Linked DNA regions of Mus musculus: region 2 is linked to region 1. Evidence: chromatin contacts called from public targeted proximity ligation data. All regions are on one chromosome and are shown on one strand. The core of a region is the stretch at or near the end of the contact, and the rest is flanking DNA. Distances in the headings are between cores, read along the strand shown. Region 1 holds the start of Mpeg1 (macrophage expressed gene 1). Region 2 has its middle 34 kb from the start of Cntf.

The links.
Region 2: a contact with region 1 is called in a targeted proximity ligation map of embryonic stem cells, with 3 times the contacts expected there. A contact is called at or near these places in 3 of 39 promoter capture datasets (liver, pre-B cells and stem cell-derived epiblast-like cells) and 2 of 130 datasets of targeted methods (the NIH/3T3 cell line and embryonic stem cells).

Annotation. Positions count from the first base shown.
Region 1 is chr19:12,458,109-12,462,653 of GRCm38.p6, forward strand. It overlaps Mpeg1 (macrophage expressed gene 1), which reads left to right and starts at 2,662. Exons shown (of 2, transcript NM_001374668.1): 1 at 2,662-2,753; 2 at 3,043-4,545. The coding sequence starts at 3,093.
Region 2 is chr19:12,729,017-12,733,561 of GRCm38.p6, forward strand. No RefSeq gene overlaps it. Among named protein-coding and RNA genes, the nearest start is that of Cntf, 34 kb to the right of the region's middle.

The sequences.
Region 1 (4,545 bases), core at 1,412-3,911:
ATATATATTTATATACATACATACACATACATGTACACAAACACACACATATACATCCAGATACACATACACAGACATACACATAGACACATGTACACACCTAAGCACATGTACACAGAGACATGTACACACACATACACATACATATACATATATGTATGCATTCACAATTAGTAAAAAAAATGCCATGAAATTGAAGTAGAGTGGGGAGAGGTATATGGGATGGATTGTGGGAAGGAATGAGAATGGAGAAATGTTTTAATTGTGTTCTACATCAAAAATTAAAAAATTTAAAATATATATCTGTATTGCTTGAGTTGTTTTACTGAATATAAACTGATAGTCATTGTTATTTAGTAGTTAATAAATGCTCAGTTTAAAAAAAAACCTCATAGCTAAGACATTATCATTGTTGAAAACGCAAGAAAATCAAAGAATCTCTGGAGATTTAAGAGTAAAAAAATTATTCAACAAACTCTATTGACCAGACACTGTCAATTGGCTGGTGTTGGAGCCTCTAATTTTATATACTTGGCCATATCTGGGTTCATGATGCTATTGTTTTTACATATCATTGTATAACACAATAATTTTTCATTATAAACATTGTTTGAAAAACTTGTGTTGTCTGTAGAATATTTTGCCATTCTTCCATTTTATGTGATGTTAGAGTGGAAAACTGTACTAAAAAGAAAGGACAGAAAATAATGAGAGACTGTTTAGCAATTTGCTAAGACTTGAATCTAGAACCATCTGTGCTTACTTTACCTGCCTCTCGCTTCAGGATATCAAGGTCTCAACAGGATCTATGGCTTATTTATATTATTCTTGTGTGTGCTGTGGTGTGTGTGTGTGTGTGTGTGTGTGTGTGTGTGTGTGTGTGTGTATGTGTGTGTATGTGATATGGGGTCACCCACACAGGCACATGCAGAAGCTGAGGTTGACATCATAATTTTTCCTAAATTGCTTCTCCACTGCATTTATTTATTTATTTATTTATTTATTTATTTATTTATTATTTATTTTTGAGACAGGGTCTCTCACTTAACCTGAAGCTTAACATCTTAGCAGTCGCTTAGCTTACTCACTAGCTAGCAGTCTCTTGGGATTCTCCAGCACTGGAGATCCAGGCATGCACTGCTGTGTGCACATTTTAGGCGAGTTCTAAGGATCCAAACTCAGGACTTAGTACCTGCACAATAAACACTGCACCCTCATAACCACGTCCCCAGCCCTCAACGTGATTTAGAAAAGAGAGAACAAGAAGAAATTGCTAGCCTGCCTGTCATCAAATAGGTGTGCATAAGCCAGTTAAAATAGAAGAGTGCACTTACTGAGTTATTGCAAGCACTCAAGGGCGTTCAAGTCTCAGCTTTTAAACTCTAGGTGCTGTCTCCTGAGGTATAAATACATAACCCTGCTTATATATGAACTAGAGCACCCTCTGCAGTGACTCGGCTGGGTTCTCCAACTTGGTATAGCTTGGACATCGTTCACAAACTCATTCCTCATTGGAGGCTGGTGTGAGTCAGTTTCCCCAAACACCTTGGCATGAATAGAACCATGCTAAGGCTTTTATGGATTTACAGAACACCACTGGAGCCTGGATCATGGCTAGGGAAGCTCAAGTCCTTCAAAAATGCTTTGTTGCTTCCTCAATGACAACCTGAGATAATTTAGTTCGTTAAGATCTTCACAGCCTATACACAGGTGGTAGTCTTCACCCACGGCTGAAACATGTTTCTGCTTTTAAAGTCTTAGCCCTGCATCTTGCTCCTAAAATGATCTGGGGTGCTATGAGGGTGCTGTGTGAAGATTTATTATCTGCTATAGAGTTCCTGGCTGCTGCTAAATGAACCAAGACACTCCAGGTGTTACAACTGTGTAATTCACCTAAGCCTCCCTTAATTCTGATACTTGATCGCTAGCACAGACTACTCCTCTCTGAATCACAAATCTAAAGGAGCTAGTATCACTGCTAGACAAAAAGAAGAGGTGGGTGTTGAGAAAAGAGTGCTCATTATGTTTTCCTGACAATAGAAGAAATGAATTTTAGTACTTTTAACCCATGTAATAAAGAGCATGTTTCCTTTTTTGCTGTCTTTGCTGACAAAAAAGTTTTTGGATGAAAAAGTTAAACGTGTGGTCAGTTGCTGCTTAGTTTAAAAATTGCACACATGGAGACGATCAGACAAATGTGTGGACACAAGCACGGATGCTCCTGGGCCGTTTGTATGCTTTGAGTAAACCAAACTTTGCAAATTTGTAGTGTGGCTTTTGTCTTCTCTTGAATATTTCTCTCTGAACGGAGAAAAACAGAACAGCGTGGAAGCCCTCACCCTCACCCAGGATGCCCAGAACAATTCAGGGTGAGGGTTCCCAGCAAACGGAATGCTTTCCTGAGCAGTTCAGCCCTAGATAAGTCTATCTCCAAAATAGGACTGTTTGAGTTTGTAACAATGAGACCTCACAAAGCATGCATCTGAGGTTATCTATTTATTTATTTATTTATTATTTTACACTTTTGTTCTCAGGGGGCAGGCCCCAACTTCAGTGTACCAATGAGACATCTAAGATTTGTCCTTGACACAGAGTAGCCTGGAGGCGGGGTATGTAAATAAGCACAAGGTTGCTACTAACTCCTGCGTTTCCAGTAAAAAGAAACTAATACTGTGATTTCACAAAAGAAGAGAAAGGCAGGTTTTGAAGTCAAAGAGAGTGAAACAAAAGCCAGACAGAGCCTTCTGACAGAGGTAAGTTGTTGAATCCACACTTTTACTGGGTGCCAAACCCCTGTGTAGAAGAAAGGCAGGGTGAGGGACATAGGGTGTGTGTGGGGGGGGGGGGATTGAAGAGTGTATCTTTGCATATCCAGAGTAGAATAATTTTTACAAGGTACTAATGGTCTCTAATATTCCAACCAGCTTTCACTTCTCTGTTTTGCAATTGGAGCAGCATAAAGAGGAACTGATGGTTTTAGGAGAACTGTAGAATTTTCTGTTTCAACAACCGCTTTCTTTTCCATCCTTCTGTTTGCCCCAGTCTTGTTGGTGAATGCTTAGGGCTGGTATATGGCCAAAACCATCTGCGCCATGAACAGCTTCATGGCCTTGGTCCTCATCTGGATGATAATAGCGTGTGCTGAAGCAGACAAGCCTCTTGGAGAAACGGGTACCACTGGATTTCAAATATGCAAGAATGCCCTGAAACTACCTGTCTTGGAGGTCCTACCAGGAGGAGGCTGGGATAATCTGAGAAATGTAGACATGGGACGGGTGATGGACTTGACATACACCAACTGTAAGACCACAGAAGATGGGCAGTACATCATCCCCGATGAAGTGTATACTATTCCTCAGAAAGAGAGCAACCTGGAGATGAACTCAGAAGTCCTGGAGTCCTGGATGAATTACCAGAGTACCACCTCACTTTCTATCAACACAGAACTCGCCCTTTTCTCCAGAGTCAACGGCAAGTTCTCTACTGAGTTCCAAAGGATGAAGACCCTTCAAGTAAAGGACCAAGCTGTGACTACCAGGGTTCAGGTAAGAAACCGGATCTACACAGTGAAAACCACCCCAACTTCAGAGCTCAGCTTGGGGTTTACGAAGGCACTTATGGACATCTGTGACCAACTAGAGAAAAACCAGACGAAGATGGCCACCTACCTGGCAGAGCTCTTGATCCTCAACTATGGCACACACGTAATCACTAGTGTGGATGCTGGGGCTGCACTGGTTCAGGAGGATCACGTAAGGTCCTCCTTCCTTCTGGACAACCAGAATAGCCAGAACACCGTGACCGCTTCTGCAGGGATTGCCTTCTTAAACATTGTGAACTTCAAAGTTGAAACAGACTACATTTCTCAGACCAGTTTGACGAAGGACTACCTGTCGAACAGGACCAACTCCAGGGTGCAGAGTTTTGGAGGGGTTCCCTTCTATCCAGGCATCACCTTAGAAACCTGGCAGAAGGGCATCACTAACCACCTAGTGGCAATAGACCGTGCTGGCTTGCCTCTGCATTTCTTCATTAAACCTGACAAGCTACCTGGCTTGCCAGGTCCCTTGGTGAAGAAGCTGTCGAAGACAGTGGAAACTGCTGTGAGACACTATTACACTTTTAACACTCACCCAGGATGCACAAATGTTGATTCCCCCAACTTTAATTTTCAAGCCAATATGGATGATGATTCCTGTGATGCGAAAGTCACCAACTTCACCTTTGGTGGAGTTTATCAGGAATGCACTGAACTGTCAGGTGATGTTCTTTGCCAAAACCTGGAGCAGAAGAACCTGCTCACAGGTGATTTCTCTTGTCCCCCTGGCTACACCCCTGTCCATCTGCTCTCCCAGACCCATGAAGAGGGTTACAGTCGTCTGGAATGTAAAAAGAAATGCACCCTCAAGATTTTCTGCAAGACAGTGTGTGAAGATGTGTTCAGAGTGGCCAAGGCTGAATTTAGGGCTTATTGGTGTGTGGCTGCTGGCCAAGTACCTGACAACTCAGGACTTCTCTTTGGAGGAGTCTTCACTGACAAGACCA
Region 2 (4,545 bases), core at 1,480-3,979, 270 kb after region 1:
ATTACCATTTTCAGAACCCAAAGCTGATGCAGATGTGTATTGAAACTCATGTATCAATAAATATCAGTAGTTCGATGCATATACTTTAATTTTCCAAATTCTGCAAAATGAAATAAATCTATTTGTCAAATTTTATTTCTTTGTGTACCTTTAGGATTATGCACAGGTAAAGGAATTTTATTATGCAAAGGAACAAATAGAATAGTTTTTAGTAATGTTTTAGCTTGTTGTCAGATAGTGGAAACATTTTTTAAGCCTTTATTTTCAGTGTTTTCAATGAAATTTCAAACTTTCAACACATTTTTTTATCAATAATTAACCAACTTCATTTCCTTTTGGTAGGACCCAGGCAATCCAATGTGAGACAGAATATGAGTGATATAACTTGATAATTAATTCCTGGCCTGGATTGCTTGTTGTAGTTGCATGAATAGCAAAGTTAACCTTGAATTATAAGGAATAAGTTCAGCAATTTATATATGTACTACAACCACTTCTTCATACTGAGAATTGATAATTATATTAAGGGATTTATTAGGGTCTAATAAAACCATTAGAATGGCATATAACTTTGACTTTTGCCCTAAAGTGTGTGGACTTTGAATTACTTTACGTGGGGCTTTATAACCAGCCATTCCTCCAAAGAAGCTCACTGAGCTTTCAAGAGCCATATGCTTGTTGACATTCTCTATTGGCATAGTCAAAAACAAAAGATTCAATAACATTTGCTTGGGCTTTTTTATTAGTAAAATATTATTTTCTAAGAGCCGCTACCTTAACATCCACATTATTTAATAAGCTAATAACCTGTTTTGTTTCGGGTGTTACATTTTATATAATTTAAGCATTTTCCAGAAAGCAACCCGAAGAACAGAGTCAAATCTCAGTACCCAATGATATAATTCAAAATTGTGAATTTTATTTTTTCAGTTTATTTACTATGAAAATTAAACATTTATTTAAGCATTAATTAGAAAATCAAGAGAACATCTGCCATCTAATGAACAACTAATACTTTTGGAAATTAAAACAGTATTCGTTTAGTGTTTAATGCCCTGGTTATAATTATTTTTGTATTAGAAGTTTGGCTTGTTTTCATCCTTTTTTCTCTCTCATTGATATTGAGTTATCAATATTGATATTGAGTTATTCTTGCTATGAGGGAAAAAAACCAACAAAAACAAAAATATGTAAATGAAAGTCAGGTAAACAAGCAGTTAGAATCTGTTAGAATGTTCTGGAGCAGCCACGCTGGCTCGAGCTGCAGCACTGGAGCCCAGCCCACCATTCTTTGGAATTCAAGTGTTGCTGCTCTGTTCTGGGGAAGCCTTTGGCCAAAAGAGCTGATATACAACTCTCAGGCCTAGAGCTCTGTGTTCTAGCTGCTATTAGTTCCTCCCAGTTGTTTGGAATAATTCTATTTGAGTAGCTCAGTTATTTAAATTCTCTCTTACATAGGATGAATCATTTTATATGATACCACAGCTTTTTAAACTGGCTTCAGATTTGTCACATCTGTTGGTTCCCAACTAATAACTACTGTCCCTTTTCTTTCAGGAAGAGCCTTTTTCCTTCCTCTATTTCTACCAAGAAGAAGCTTTTTCTCTGCTTTTATGTTTTTTTTTTTGTTTTTGGAGCTTCTCTATTTGCAGGCCTTGAGTAAACATTTCCCCTTTTGATTTATTCTTGTCTCAGGAGCCTTCCTATTTGTATCTGCAATATTTGCCATAAATGTGCAGTTAATGCTTTTCTTTTTAACTAGCATTTTAACAACTCTACGGATCTCATAACTCATGCTGCTTGTGAAATGGGGATTCCCCATGACCCTGCCCAATCCTGGACTACCACTTACTCTTTGAGAGTACTTTTTTGTTGTTGTTGGTGGTGGTGGTGGTTTTTTTCTTTTTTCTTTTTTTCCAAGACAGGGTTACTCTCTGTATAGCCCTGGCTGTCCTGGAACTCACTTTGTAGACCAGGCTGGCCTCGAACTCAGAAATCTACCTGCCTCTGCCTACAAGTGCTGGGATTAAAGGCATGCACCACTATGCCCAGCTTTATCTCCAGTCCTGAATTGTCAGGACCCCCTTTTTCACCCACAACATTGGGTGTCAAATATCATTGTTCTAGGTTGTGCCAGACAGTCGACCAGTCAAAAAAAGAGACAATGTAGCTCTTTGCAGTAGGTAGATCAGCCTCTGAGGAACTCAAATTGATGAGCCTTTTCACTGTTACACAAAGGGTACTTTTAGCAAGTCAATTTACACATTCTGAAACCTGATCTGGTTGCTGCCTAAAGGAACCTTTCCCTAAGCAATTCTCAGCTATAGGAGACTTCTTGGTTTGCCAGGTATGTCTTGGGATTGAGATTTGCAAAGGCTCTGTGAATCCTTCAGAAGAGCAACTCCATAAACCTCAGATAACAATCACTGACTATTTACAAAAGACTACTGCAAAGTGTAGGGCCTTTACTTCAGGATTCATGCTAGATTCAATCTTTCCCCAAATCGTTCCACTGGCAGGATTCCAAGCATTCAAGTATATGAGCCTATGCAGAACATTCTCATTCAAACAACCAAAACAGATAGTCTATGGTAAAAGTGTGTGCTTTCATTGTGTTCTGACTTTCATTTGTACCTACTGAATTGACTGCACTACTGTGAAGCAGTTATGCCCAATTGATAGTGTAGGTTTCAACTGTTTCTTTAATCTGCTTCCCTCTAATTGCGGAAGCACTCTCTTCATGCTTGTCCTTTCAGTCGACCCAGCTCTTCCAGAGTGACTACAGGTTCTCATCCCATATTGAGACTCTGGCAGTCTCAATTCATGGAGTGTGAGACTTGACCTGTAGATGCTACCAGGACAGTCTGTAGCCCTCTGGGGCGCTAATATTTGGTACTCCCTGAAGAAGAAAACACAACCCGAGTGAAGAGTAAATAAAGCAAGAGAATTCTCATCTCTCAGCCAAGTCCTGCTGAATTCTTGGAATATCCTGACTGAGAACGATGTCTTTATTTACCTGAGAAGTTGATCCACACCTGTGGGGAACTCTTGATTCCGCCTTCTAGGAATTTGGAAGGAATTTGACATTGGGCTAGGACAAGGAAGTAGGCTCAAGGTGAATAAGGTTGAGGAATGTGTTCTTTCTATCTTGATGGGTCTTGTTAAGACCCTAAATACAGTAATCAAGGGATCTTTGTTTATGCTTTCTGTGTTCTTTAACTACTTGGTTTATGCCTTAGGACTGATTATCTTCTTTGTATGTACCTAGAATGATATAAAAGCAGACAAAAAACAAAAGCCTCTTCAGCTTCAGAACTGGCTGGGGTCCTGTTATAGTGTTGTCTAATTGTCTTTTTCTTTTGAATCCTCCCTCCCTCCCTCCCTGTCGAATCTATTGACTTACTGAGTTATCTTGGTCACACATCAGATAATTTATGCTAACAATGTGATTTACAATGGTTGAACCCTGTTTTCTATCGCAGAAGACCCTGAGCTATCCTAGATTACTTTGACCTGTAGGGTGGAGCTGAAATTGGTGACTGGAGATTAGTCACCTAAATCTCTATGAATGACTCCAGTAAAAAGTCTAGATGCCTAGTTTCAGGTAAGATTCTCTGCCCAACTACATTGCCCGTGTGTTGTCACACAGTCACAGTAGGAGAATGAAGCACGGACTGTGTGTTCTCCCAGGGAGAACAGAGCTGGCTTCTTACCTGCATTTTGCTGATTTTAATAGTCTGTGTCCTTACACTGTAGTCACGATGATTAAGCCAGCAGCGCTGAGCTCTGTGGATCCTCAAAGGTAACTGTCAAACTTAAAATTGTTGCTGGGAATTCCTGACATAATATTCCTTTTAATTCTGTTCAGCTCTACACCTATTTTTGAATGTGGGCTTTGGAGTTGTGCCCATTCACTAGATGAGCGTGCAAAATACAGCTTTGGGTGGTGGTTCTTCAGTTGAATGGTCTATTCACTAGGTATTCTTGTTCTTATTCTCATAGTTTAATGTGCTTGCTAGCTCACATACAACCACTTAAACTTACTTATTTGTTTGTTTATTTATTTACTTATTTTGCCCTAACTACAATTACTGTCACAAATAAATATTTCTTTTACATTTTGTTTTTGGTTTTGCATATTTTTCAAACAATCTTATAATTGATTGTTGGTTACTTTACTCTGGTGAAATTTTTTTTCTCCTGTTGTGTGTGTGTGTGTATATTTAAATATAATTTGTTTATTCTTCAGTATTTTGCATCGTATTCTAGTTTCAATACCAATGCCCTACATTATGTAACTATTCTCTTGATTTTTGATCACTTTTATTCCTCTGTGTTACTGATCTCTACAATAGTTGGCAGAACTCTCCACGAAGGAAGGCTAGACTGCTGGCTCCAGAACCAAGAGTCAGCCTCCATGTCACCATCATGCCACCATCATGTGGGTTCTGGGGATGGAACTCAAACCTCATGCTTACGAGTCAAGTCCTTAATCAGCAGAGGTATCTCTATAGCCCTCACAAAATCTTTTTTTTTTTTAACTTC